2 separate regions of the Zea mays genome follow, and region 2 is linked to region 1. The links are chromatin contacts, called in public Hi-C maps. All regions are on one chromosome and are shown on one strand. Each heading gives the region's core, a stretch centred on a gene start, on an enhancer-like site or on the middle of the called end of the contact. The rest is flanking DNA. Distances are from core to core; before and after follow the strand shown.

Region 1 (6,800 bases), core at 2,564-5,063:
GTATTTGCACAACAACAACAACAATGATAATAATAATAACGAGAAAAGGATAAAGATAAGGAAAAGACTAGCCCAAACCAGCCCAACTATGCACTGGCCCTCAAACTTATTTGGGCATATTGCTAAGTTTTCAAATCTTCAATTTCAGCCTCAAAAATCGCCTGAACTAGCTTAATACAGCCATTAAGGTCTATTGCATTCAAGATATTTCTCTTAGCCAATTCAATAAGTTCTACAGCAGTAAAGCACTTTTGGTTGGGGGTAATTGGTACAAATGAATGGGAGTTTGGGGTGAGTTCAGAAATCTTTTGTTTGTTTGGTGGGACTGGAAAGTGAGTTAGTAGGCCAACTCCTACCAATCACCTCCCTTTCTTACAAACACACACCAAACAGGGGACATGAATTTCCTCTTAAATTACGTGTCATTTCCCTCAATGAACCAAAACAAGTGATTGGAACTAAAAATCAAATTCCGATAATTTGTTCCAACAACTCCCCACCACCAACTCCCATGCCCCTTCCCAATAGTTGCCAAACACACTGCTTGTGGTTTCGCTAAGGTTGGCTATATGCAATAGATCAATATCAGTGCACAAATTCAGGGTAATCATGAATCCAAATTAATATAACTTCATCGATGGGATCAAAAAATATTAATCAAATTGCATCTTACATGGCACGATATATTGAACAAATTATGCAAAGCCTATGATATAAATGTGTTGTAGAACAACATAATATCTGTAAGGTAACTGCTAACAGCCAACAAAATTAAGTTTTTATTCGACTACGGAAATATATTAAAAAAAATCCATGTGACCAAGGATGGAACATGATCCAGCATGAAATTTCCTAACTAAATATACAGTGTTATGATCCAACATTAAGTTTCAAGATGGAGCATTGAAATTTTATATTTCATAAGGCCTTGCGATGATATATGCTGATTAAGGGTTGTGCAAAACCGTAGAATGGCACTATTTCAAAGGATTTGATAATTTATCTGTAACAACATTAACCTGCTCATAATAAATCAAACATACATCTCAACAGTGTGAGAAAGTGCTCTTGGAGAAGTCGAGTTGACATCAGAGTATTCAGTGCCTCATAATCAAAACTGGAGAATAGCACAAGGCCTTACTGCTTCATAGTGAATTGCGGCATCTTCAGATCGCAGCATTAAGATCAAAGTTGGCAAAGCATTGCATTGAACAATCTGCATTGCAGGAACTTACCATGTTGTGAATATGTGTAAAAGCATATGCAAGTTCAGATGTCAAAATCTAACATAAATATAGCCTTCGTTGATTTTGATAATTTGATATCTCACCTGAGTTTTATTTTCATCATTTTTAAAGGCTAAAGTCCGCAAGGCCCCTGCAGCTGCCCTCTGCACCTTAAGATCCTGAGATTCTAGCAATTCAACAAGTGGTGGGATTCCACCTTCCATTCTGCGGTAAACCAAAACCATCAGCAAGTGAAAAGTTCTCAAGGAAAAGGTTACCAAATGATCAAAGAGGCATAAAACAAAACCTGACTCTAGTTTTGATGTTGCTATTCTCATGTGCAAGGTTGGTAATTGCATCAGCTGCTCTCTTGATAACGCTATTAACCATCCTTGAATTTGTAGTACTTCTCTGCCTTTTCAAAAGTTTCACTAGGGGAGGTAGTGCACCAGCATCAACTATAAATTGTTGATGTTCAGGCTGTTAAAGTGAGACACATAATAAATTAGCATTAGTAACTTGATGAAAAGTACACACCAGTAAAGCATCAATGCTCAAAACACAACTATTAAAAGATCCCTACAGAACTAGAGCAAACAGGATATCCTAGGTTCTAGGTTTTTCTAAGAGTAAAGTGCACTATTGGTCCCTAAACTTGTAGCGTTGTGTCATCTCGGTCCCTAAACTCTATGTGCATCCAGGTCCCTAAACTTGTGAAGTTATATCATCCTGGTCCCTAAACTCTCAACCACTGTTTTTAAGGCGTCGCCTAGGCGTCACCTAGGCGTCCGGGCGGTGGTCTGACGCCTAGGCGCCTTGCCCGCCTACCTCGCCTAGGCGTCGCCTAGGCGCCGCCTAGGCGTCTAGGCGGTGGTCCAACGCCTTGGAGCGCCTTACCGCTTTAAAAACCATGCTCTCAACCTACACATTCTGGTCCTTATACTTCTATAGTTGTGTCATCCGGGTCCATGAACTTGTTTTTAGTGTCATCACAGGTCCAAGTAGTTTGAACCTTTGATGACACTAAAAACAAGTTTAGAGACCCAGATGACACAACCATACAAGTACAAGGACCTAAATGTGCATGTTGAGAGTTCAGGGATCAGGATGATATGACTTCATAAGTTTAGGGACCTGGATGCACACTTTGATAGTTTAGGGACCGGGATGACACAACGCTACAAGTTTCGGAACCGGCAGTGTACTTTACTCTTTTTCTAAAGGGTACTAGAGACTGACTAGAAAGACACCAAGTAGCACTTGGAAGTTCCTAAATTTTCCTAACTATTAGAAGGCATGGGATCTTACAGTTTTTTACAAGAAATACAGATATATGAGGATGCAGATTTGGGTGTTTAGAACTACTATATATGAGCATTATTTGTCACCTAGGGTGACAAACCAATAGTCCATCACCCATACCCGACCGAACACATCCGACTATGTCACTTCGATATCTGGTTGATCCAACTGCAGCATTGGGTGCAGGTGATGGATCGTTGGTCCATCACCCAAGGTGTATATATGCGTGCGGGCAGGCATGGGCGCGCGTGCGTATTGAAGTTCTTCCTTAGTAATCCTATATGTTAAGTGAAACTTGAAAATTCACAGCCCTATTTATAGAACATAAACTTGTCAAAAATACAAGTAATTGCATTGGTACCAAAAGTGCATCTACAACTCAATTAGGGAATCAATGAAGGAACCTTTACAGCTAGGAGGCCCAGAGTGAAGGCAGCGCCCTTCTCAACCTCAAGCTCAAACGGCCGCAGTTGTTGTTCCTCCTGCGTTTGCGCCGCCACAGCAGGCTCTTCTAGGTGGCACACCAAGGCCGCCACGGCGCCACCCTCTACAATCATGTTGACAACCTCCTCTGCTCTTGACAACCACCAAGAACCACCAGATCCACTCGGTAAGGATGCGGGTGCACGGATCGGCGCGGCCGGTATGAGGTTTGGCGAAGGAAGGTTACCGTTTTTGGCGAGCTCAGCGAGGACGTGGGTGGCGCGCTTGGCGGCGGCGCGGTCTGCGTGGCGCCACGAAGAGGCGCAGCGAATGAGGACATCAACCTGCGCGCGGACCTCGCGCGCAAGCGCCGCGTGGGAGTGGCGGCAGATCTCGGGGGTGCCCGCCGAGCCGTCCTCCTCCTCGTTGTCATCGTCGGCGCCCGCACTGCCGAGCGAGGACGCGGCGGCGGCGGTGGCGGCGGATGCCTCGTCCTCCAACTTCCGCTTCTGCCCCTTGCGGCGCGGGCGCTGGCGCGGGCGCTGCTGCTTTTGCTGCTCCGCCTCCATTCGATAGGTCGACGGCGGCGCGGAGAGCGTGTCGGATTGAGGAAGGAGAAGGCGCAAGGAGTATGATTCCGGCGCGGTAGGGTCGGGTTCGACAGAAAAGTAGAAATTAAAAAATGAATGGTTTTTTTTAATTAAACACTTTTTATTTAAACGACCGATGTTTTAATAATAACCTCTCCTGGTTTTTAGAAAAAAGAAACAAGCAGTGTGATTCCAGAGCGATAAGGACGTGTTCGACAAAAAAAAGTATGAATGGAAAAATAAATAATTTTGATTTTTAACATTTTATTATCAATTGATATTTAATAATAACCCTTCTTAGTTTTTTACCAACGCTTCGCTTGCTACCCCAAACCACACAATTGCGTGTGGCAATACAACCGTACCAATTCATGGACGTGATAATTGTACCGTCGTGGTCCATGATGTATAGTTCCATCTACACATGATCGGGCTTAGATTAGATCATGGTCGGATCATTAGTTGTTTGGCACTAGACCTCGTTGGGTCGAGTTCGGATAGGATCAAAATCTAGATGTGAGTCATTTAGTACGGCTCGTACTTGACCTATTTCTAGTATCGGATCGAGTTGGGTCGATCCGTGACTCTCTGTTTGACGTGTCGGGTTAGCTCTTTTGGATCGGGTCAGGTTTTTTGGCTTTAGGTCGGGTCAGGTTTTTTATCTTTAGGTCGGGTTTAGGGTTAAAAAATATAGTACGTACACGCCATTGTATTGGTCGGACTGGGGGGGTTTCGAGTAGGTCCGACCGGATGGCTCATGATCAGGTCTATCTGGCTTGTGTCTTACCTGTGTCTAATGTCATTATGTCAGTCACGTTGGGTTGGCTCATACCTACCTGTTGGACATGTTGAATCGAGATTTTTTGGATTGGGTCAGGTTTTTGGTTAAAAATCATGGCCCATATCCAGTATGTGAAATATTGGTATGGCTCGTACCTATCTGTCGGGGACCATAATTAGGGGTACCCTCAAGACTCCTAATTCTCAGCTGGTAACCCCATCAGCATAAAGCTGCAAAGGCCTGATGGGTGCGATTAAGTCAGGGATCAGTCCATACGAGCGACTCGATCATGCCTCGCCCGAGCCTAGCCTCGGACAAGGGCAGCCGACCCCGAGGGATTTCCGTCTCGCCCGAGGCCCCCCTCCAATGGCGGACACATCTCCGGCTCGCCCGAGGCCTTGCCTTCGCTAAGAAGCAACCCTGACTAAATCGCCGCACCGACCGACCGAGTCGCAGGAGCATTTAACGCAAAGGTGGTCTGACACCTTTGTCCTGACGCGCGCCCCCCAGCAGAGACGAAGTGACCGCCGTCACTTCGCCGCTCCACTGACCGGCCTGACAAAAGGACAGTGTCGCCTGCGCCACTCCGACTGCAGTGCCACTTGACAGAGTGAGACTGACAGGCAGTCAGGCCCTGCCAAAGGCACCATAGGAAACTCCGCTCCGCCCGACCCAGGGCTCGGACTCGGGCTAAGTCCCGGAAGACGGCGAACTCCGCTCCGCCCGACCCAGGGCTCGGACTCGGGCTAAGTCCCGGAAGACGGCGAACTCCGCTCCGCCCGACCCAGGGCTCGGACTCGGGCTAAGTCCCGGAAGACAGCGAACTCCGCTCCGCCCGACCCAGGGCTCGGACTCGGGCTCAGCCCCAGAAGACGACGAACTCCGCTTCGCCCGACCCCAGGGCTCGGACTCCGCCCTGGCCTCTGCCGAACGACCTCCGCCTCGCCCGACCCAGAGGCTCGGACTCGGCCTCGGCCATGGAAGACAGACTCGACCTCGGCTTCGGAGGAGCCTCCACGTCGCCCAACCTAGGGCGCAGGCCAGCCACGTCAACAGGAAGCGCCATCATCACCCTACCCCGAGCTGACTCGGGCCGCAGAGAACAAGACCGGTGTCCCATCTGGCTAGCTCCGCCAGATAGGCAATGATGGCGCCTCGCATGCCCTGTGACGACGGCGGCTCTCAGCTCTCTTACGGAAGCAGGAGGACGTCAGCAAGGACTCGACCGCTCCGACAGCTGTCCCTCCGCCAGGCTCCGCTGCTCCTCCGACGGCCACGACATCACACCAGCTGGGTGCCAAGATCTCTCCGGCTGCCACATCGGCATGTACTTAGGGCGCTAGCTCACCCCCGCTAGACACGTAGCACTCTGCTACACCCCCATTGTACACCTGGATCCTCTCCTTACGCCTATAAAAGGAAGGACCAGGGCCCTCTTAGAGGGGGTTAGCCGCGCGGGGACGAGGACGAGACAGGCGCTCTCTTGGGGCCGCTCGCTTCCCTCACCCGCGTGGACGCTTGTAACCCCCTACTGCAAGCGCACCCGACCTGGGCGCGGGACGAACACGAAGGCCGCGGGATTTCCACCTCTATCACGCCCGTCTCCGGCCACCTCGCTTCCCCCCTTCGCGCTCGCCCACGCGCTCAACCCATCTGGGCTGGGGCACGCGGCACATTCACTCGTCGGCTTAGGGACCCCCCGGTCTCGAAACGCCGACAGTTGGCGCGCCAGGTAGGGGCCTGCTGCGTGTTGACGAACAGCTTCCCGTCAAGCTCCAGATGGGCAGTCTCCAGCAACCTCTCCGACCCGGGACGGTGCTCCGTTTCGGGGGCCTTGGGTTCATGTCCTTCGACGGCAGCTACGACATGATACTCCTTCCACCGCCGCGCGACAACGACAATGGCGGCCGACGGCCCGCCCACCGGCGGCGGAATCGACGACGCCTTCCCCGCGTGATGGAAGAACAACATCCGAGCTCGCCCCGTCCTCTCCCCCGCCAAAGGAGGAGGAGGCGGGGCAACCAAGGCCAAGCGGGAGGCCGCGCCTCGTCGGCTGTCGAGCGAGTCGACATCCCCAGCGCCCCAACGGGGGGCGCGTCGGGCGTCGACCTCGCGTTTGAGACGAAGGCGAGCGCCGTCTCCCCGCGACACGCCAATCCTGAGCAAGTGGACGATGCCAGCGCGCTCGCGGAGAGCTTGCAGGACGTCGCCCTCGCACCTGAGACGACGGTGCAATCAGTCCCCGACGTGACTATGTCGCTGCTCGTCGACCAAAAGGTACCGACCGATTCCCATCCTACGTCATTTCGACTCAGCCTCAACCCGCCTAGCGACCTTGCTTTGGCGGGCGCTCTCGTAGAGGCGAGTGCAACCCCTCTGGGGTTTCGCATGCGGTCGCCTTGGGACCGGCTGACGGACGTCTCGACCTACAGACCCTCTGGATCTGAGGAAGATGACGATCCGAGCATCTGTTGGGAT
Region 2 (6,800 bases), core at 2,745-5,244, 280 kb after region 1:
AATTCCCTGCCGTCCCGGTCTACTGCATCGGGGGCGACGGCGTAGTGGTCGAAGGTGAAGGCTGGGCCCGTCACTCCGGCGTACTCCACAAGTCCAGGGAAGTGTTCCCTGCACAGCAGGCCGAGGATGTTGTTGGGGGGGCGACGATGACCCCCAGCATAATCCAAAATCGTCCAAGACATGTCCAAGTGATAAATAAAAAGTATTAGTTTATATTATGATTTTGAACACATAATATGAACAAGAATGAAGAACATAAAGTTACATACCTCTCCCCTTCCGGCCGAATCAACGGCCGTCTGTCCCGAAGTATGGGACGCGGCGGGAGACTCGCGGGGCCTCGCAGGTAGATGCTCCTCGAACTAGAGCCGCCTGAACCTGAGGCGTCCTGCTGCTGGTCGTCGTCGTCCTGCTGGTCGTCGTCGTCCTGAGGCGCCGGCTGCTGCTGCGCTGCCTGCTCTGCCTCCTGCTGCTGCGCTGCCTGCTCTGCATCGTCCGCCGTCCTACTCCTCCTCCCCCTCCTCCTCCTCAGGAAACCGCCCACCATATTTGTCCAACAACCTGCAATTAAGAGTAAACAAATAAGCACATATAAAAAGATGTATTTAAAAACAGGTGCGAAATAAAAAGTCATATAGCATTACATCGATTAAAAATAATCTTCATATGTGTCGGGGTTAGCCGGATCAAAACTCTCATCATCACTATCAAGCATTTCAATCTCAACACCATCGGAAGACGCAACCTCATCATTGCCTTCAAGGATTACTAAGTCATTATCATTTTGCACCTCATCATCCTCCTTATCAACAACCATTTCAATATCTACGTCCATTCCGATAGCTTCTGTTAAGTCTATCTCAAATCGCCCTTCTAGCCCATCTTCTTGGAAGAACTCTCCATCATATGTGTCCGGGTCTAAGTTGTAATCTTCATCGTTAGGAACAGGTAACCTCCCATGCGGCGATACCTTATACACAACATCCCAACCCTTAAGATGTTCTTTCGTTTGACACGCATATGGGAGATAATACACTTGTGTGGCCTATTGGGCCACGATATAGACATCGTCTCCTGCTAAGGTGGAATCTTGTCGAATTTCGACTATCCCAAGATTAGAATGTGTCCGTCTCGTCACTTGAGGGTCAAACCAATGACATTTGAATATCACTGGAGTAAGAGGTTTGGAACCATAAAAATTGAGCTCATATATTTCTTCAATTCGTCCAAAATAATCGACATTGTCAAGCCCCGGCGTAAAGACTCCAGAACACGTTGTTTTCCGATTGGGCCGACTTTGGTCGTAGTGTGTTGTGCGAAAACGGTATCCATTGTTGTGCGAAATCTAGTTATTTCATGTGGATCTCTTAGGTTTCTACACATAGTGTCTCACAACTTTCTCCAAACATTCTAAAATTTTTATCACAGCCTATACATATGATATCATGACACGTGGACAAGTTTCATGATGTTCTGACTTTGTTTGTGTTTTATACAATTTTTAAACATGTGGATGCCAAGTTCACGGCCATGTTTAGTGAGCATGTTGCTCGAAGTTTCCGATACGCTTCTGCAATCGGTCGTAACTTATGCTAAGTAACATGAATATCATTTTTTCATGCACGGTTTTCCAAGTTTCGAGTGACCTGCAGTTCAAATTTGAATTTTCCGAAGAAATTCAAATAAACGAACTAAATCTACTAACTATGTAAACTATGTTATAATTGTCCACAAATGATACATGTAGGTCTACATAGTGTAGGAACATACCACAAAAAGTTTGGGAGACAAAATAAAAAAAATGAAAATACACTTTGCCGAGTGTCTAGGTATGACACTCGGCAAAGAGGGCTTTGCCGAGTGTCTATTACGTAGCACTCGGCAAAGAAGCCTCTTTGCCGAGTGCCAGCCGTTGGCTCTCGGCAAAGACTGACGGCCGTCAGCTCTGGGACGGCCGCTGACGGCCCTTTGCCGAGAGCCCCGTTTGCCGAGTGCGTTACACTCGGCAAACTTGTCTTTGCCGAGTGACTACCTGTGCCGAGTGTTTAGCACTCGGTAAAGGGGCTCTTTGCCGAGAGCCTAACTTTACCGAGTGCGGCACTCGGCAAAGCCTTCTTTGCCGAGTGCCCGACAAAAGGCACTCGGCAAAGAATGCAACACTCGGCAAAGCCTCGGATTCCGGTAGTGTATGAGAAAAAGGAAAAAAATCGGGTCGTGCCAGATCGAGCCCGCCGTGGCCTTAGGCTCAGGGCTGGCAGGGCTCGATAGCCAACATGCCAGGTTGTATTTATGCCGGGCTAAAACGGTATCGGGTTACGGGCTTATCGGATGGTCCGACCCGTTTAGACATCTCTAACTGCTATGTTGCCGTGGAGAACTTGGCTTTTAAGAAATGAGGTGGTCCATGGTACAAAGCTTATGCTTGTGGCTGTATCTGTCAGTTTCCTTTAGAATTATGCTACTTCTCTGCTCCTTAGCTGATATCAGACAATGGAAAAAGGACCTAAAGGGTAAGCGAACTATCCTTTTTAGTTTCTGAACAAAGAAGTGGAAGCACAGTGTGTGCCCAGTCTTTTCTAAAACTTAAACATAACGACTAACCAAAATAAAATGGAATTAAACTAACTAGTCTAGCTAAAATTATGTCGTCGCTATTTTTACTAGCACTTTATAAATATATTAGTTAAACAATTAAGATATCGAGCTAGATAGAACTATCTTAAATAATTCTAGCAAGCAAGGTCTTCTAAACAATTAGTACTAAACAGAGATCTTATACATACTAGTGAGCAACCCGCATAAAGCTTAAGCGCATTAGCACTACTTAGACAGCAAAGCTATACAAACTAAATTATGTACCCAAAATAAAGAGTACGAAACAAATAACAATTAAATCTAGAAAATAGCTGATATGGTACTAATATTGCTATGGGTTAAGACTACAGTTTGCAGTGCGAAATAGAACGAGAACTAATACAACACTAACATAAATAGAGCCATAAATCTCTTTTATTGAAACCTGACACCAATTAAATGTCCTATGTGCTTCATGGGTAGCTTTTTTACCAACACGTAGCACCACTGTGATATGAGGTGAAAAGTCATTCGACAACAGGCCACTACAATATTGGTTTGGCGGCGTTCACCAGGTACATACCATGTATACAATGCGGATAAATCCTGAGCCACGCGTTACACACATGTCTAGGTAGCCTCTCCTCAAATCCAAAGAAGCACTTGCCATTTAGGTGTAATCGGATTAGATACAGACGGATATTGCTTCTTCTATATTTATTTTTATATTTTCCTTTCGGATTAGAATCGGATATAAATATTATCAAGTGTCGAATAAAATTTAAATAGATATTGATATTTTAAATCGAATATCGAGTAACCAGGCTTTTGAAACGAATTGGATCTCAATCCTTCTATACGGATCGAGTTCCATAGCATTTACCTCCGTACTTGCCGTTGTAAGGAAACAACAATGTCTAAAATCGAGATTGGTTTCATACGCCTGTACTATAAAAATTGTTTTTTCTTTCAACTTCTATAACAGTTTCCCTACGTACCCCTGCCGATCGATCTCTGTAGTTACCTCCGAGCCATTTACCAACCCATACTCAGAATATCTTAACACCATAAGGTCCAAAGCTCAAAAGTTACCAACAAAAGGAGGCACCCATTTTAATCATTAATGGCCTCCCCCTCCGACACCCCAGACTCAAATCAAATCTGCCTTGTCTCTGCTGCCCCAGCCCCAACTCTGCTCCAAAGCTTCAAGCATCAGCAACCCCCTCCACCACCTCTTCCTCCTCGGTCCTCACCTGGAGTTGTAGCAAGCAGCACCACATCATATCACAGCAGAGCAGAGAGTGGGGTGAAGCAGGGAGCTGGGCAGGAGAGCCCCAACGGCCTGTCCTGCCGCGGCCATGCGTTTCTCTGCGCTGCTCCTCATCGTGGCGCTGCTCTGCCTCGGCGGCGGCGGTGGCGGCCGCGTGACGGCGTCCACCGAATTCAACTTCCCGGCGGTGTTCAACTTCGGGGACTCCAACTCCGACACCGGCGGGCGCGTGGCCGCCGGCTTCGAGTCCATCTTCCCGCCCTACGGCTCCAGCTTCTTCGGCGGGCCCGCCGGCCGCTTCTGCGACGGCCGCCTCGTCATCGACTTCCTCAGTACGCCCGCTCTCTCGCTCCCTCTCTACCTCCTCGACTCCATCTCCTTGAATTTCACTCGTTACTACACCGACCGCTACCACCCGCGCTGCGCCCTGTGATAATCGGTGCACCGTGCGCCGGCGGATGATTGTATTCTTGAATCTGCCTTGTTGATAGCTCTTGGCGCCCACCGAGTGCATCAACAAGACAACAAGAAACCGGTCCCTATACGAATGGTATTGGCTACCGTGTTCAGTTCGTCCGCGCGGTTGTTGGGAAAAAAAAATGGACGGTTTAGTTAGGCTGGTGCGCAGCCGGACAGGACAAATACACCCGTGCGGTGGTTAGGCAGCGGAGATTGACGCATCATTGCGACCTCGCAAATGGTCCTTGTCTCCCTGGTGGTTGTATGCTCTGTTCCAACATCCGTTGAGGAACTGCGCTTGGTGTGTGTGGTCCAGTTCCTGCAATTAGCGTGGTTGTTGTTCGTCGCGGCATCTTCGTGGGATTTGGTAGATCTGCAAGAAAGTGAGTGCTGCTTTTCAATGGAGTTCTTTAGCAATCAGTGAGATTTGGTTTGCCATAGGCCGCCTTCTTTTCCTGGGTCTACTGATTGAGCCCTCCCAGTCCCATGTGCTTGCCATTAAGCAACTTGACAATCAATGAAAAGGTGAGGGGGTCCGAAGGAGTAATTACGAAGCAAATAACTTGACTGTGCAGATTTATTGCACTGAATAACAGAAATGACACACAAAGTGTTTTTTTTTAAAAAAACTTTAGACAGAAAATCAAAAGGATATACCTCTCCTCTTCGTAACATAGAATTCTTATCTCATAAATTCGTTCGTGCAGTGGAGGCAATGGATATGCCACTCCTCAACGCGTACCTGGATTCTCTAGGCACGCCAAGCTTTCGGACCGGCGTTAATTTTGCTCAAGCTGGATGTTCGATCACACCAGCAAAGCCGACATCAGTCAGCCCATTCTCATTTGGTCTCCAGATCAAGCAGTTCTTCGCCTTCAAGAACAAAGTCACTAAGCTCCTGTCTGAAGGTACGGCCTCTCACTTTGTAAAGTTGTGTGGGTTACCAAGCAATGTAGGAATATCGTCTCCAGCTGATAGCCAACCAAAGCCTTCTAGATTGAACAACTTGAGACTAGAGAGGTATGCTGGTGAAGTAACTTTGTTTTTTTACTCGTGCAGGAGATATGCACAGCCGATACATTCCTCAGCAAGATTACTTCTCAGAGGGACTCTACACGTTCGATATTGGGCAGAATGACCTTGCTGGTGAGTTCTATTCAAGAACAGAGGACCAGGTCATCGCATCCATTCCAACTATTTTGCTGGAATTTGAGAATGGTCTCAAGGTTTGTAAAAGATATAGCACTTCTATCCTTGCAGAGCTTCCTATGCCTCTTTCCCCAAAGCTGACTAATTGGTGTACAGGGATCCTACTCTGATGTAAATGTAATTCACTTAGGTCTCCAAGTTCAGAAATTTCATTCTTTCCATACTCTTCCTTCTATATGCTGTCTTGGTGTAAGGAGGTGCTTCACACCTGACCCATTTTCTCTGTTCCTTGACTTCAGAAACTGTATGACCAAGGTGCTAGGAAGTTCTGGATTCACAACACGGGCCCCCTCGGTTGCTTGCCTCAAAACATTGCCCTCTTCGGCAAAGACCCATCCCAACTGGACGAGCTCCACTGTGTGGCGAAGCACAACCGTGCCGCAAAGCTTTTCAACTTACAGCTGCACGCACTTTGCACGAAGCTGAGGGCAGAATTCGATGGAGCCAGCATCACTTACGTGGACATCCACACGATCAAATACAGCCTGATCGCCAACTACTCTCGATACGGTATGTAGCATACGATTTCCATTTCGTGTGCGTGATTATTATCATGCACCCGGATCGTTCAAGATTTGTATCTTGACTCACGAGTGTTATATGATTTGCTTTGAAGCGCATTATAATGAAGCAGCACTATCAATCCAGAACAAGTGCTTGCAATAATAAACATGAACCCCCACTAATGCAGATTCAGGTGGAGAAATAAATCTGCTTTACTTTTGTGGGCATTCTGTATCACTCTGCTTACATGTATTGTGACATCTCACTCGAATGCTAGTGTTTTAGGCCTGTTGCTAGCACATCAGGAAATTATTTCTGTCGTGTGACCAATAACCGAAGAAGCAACTCTGACATCCACTTCTGTTTTTCAACAGGGTTCGAGCACGCCACTCAGGCGTGCTGTGGATACGGAGGCCCACCCCTGAACTACGATGGTAACGTACCATGTGGACACACGGTGTCTCTGGATGGTAAGATGGTCACCGCAAAAGGGTGCAGCGACACTACTGAATTCGTCAACTGGGATGGGATACATTACACGGAAGCTGCGAATTTCCATATCGCCTCGCAGATCCTGACCGGGAAGTATTCTGATCCTCCGTTCGTGGATAAGATGCCGTTCGTCATAAAACCTAGATTCTGATTGGCATACAATTTTCCCTCTTTACTCACCCACTTTACAGCACCGGTTGCAGATACGATGTATACTTATTACTTGCCAATAACCATATATAGCTTGAGTAAAAAAATCATATATACGGCTTGGTTTCAGTTGTCCAAAAGG

The links. A called contact is a pair of places that touch in the nucleus more often than the background predicts.
Region 2: a contact with region 1 is called in a Hi-C map of tassel, with 2.0 times the contacts expected there. The contact joins the promoter of LOC100273453 here to the promoter of LOC103630332 in region 1. A contact is called at or near these places in 4 of 25 Hi-C or Micro-C datasets (ear, leaf and tassel).

Annotation. Positions count from the first base shown.
Region 1 is chr6:156,031,682-156,038,481 of Zm-B73-REFERENCE-NAM-5.0, forward strand. It overlaps LOC103630332 (ARM REPEAT PROTEIN INTERACTING WITH ABF2), which reads right to left and starts at 3,814. Exons shown (of 19, transcript XM_008651393.3): 1 at 3,199-3,814; 2 at 2,933-3,099; 3 at 1,534-1,706; 4 at 1,331-1,451; 5 at 1,142-1,216. The coding sequence starts at 3,520.
Region 2 is chr6:156,314,630-156,321,429 of Zm-B73-REFERENCE-NAM-5.0, forward strand. LOC100273453 reads left to right here and starts at 3,995. Exons shown (of 5, transcript NM_001147890.1): 1 at 3,995-4,176; 2 at 5,011-5,211; 3 at 5,363-5,529; 4 at 5,752-6,022; 5 at 6,391-6,769. The coding sequence starts at 4,176. The coding sequence ends at 6,659.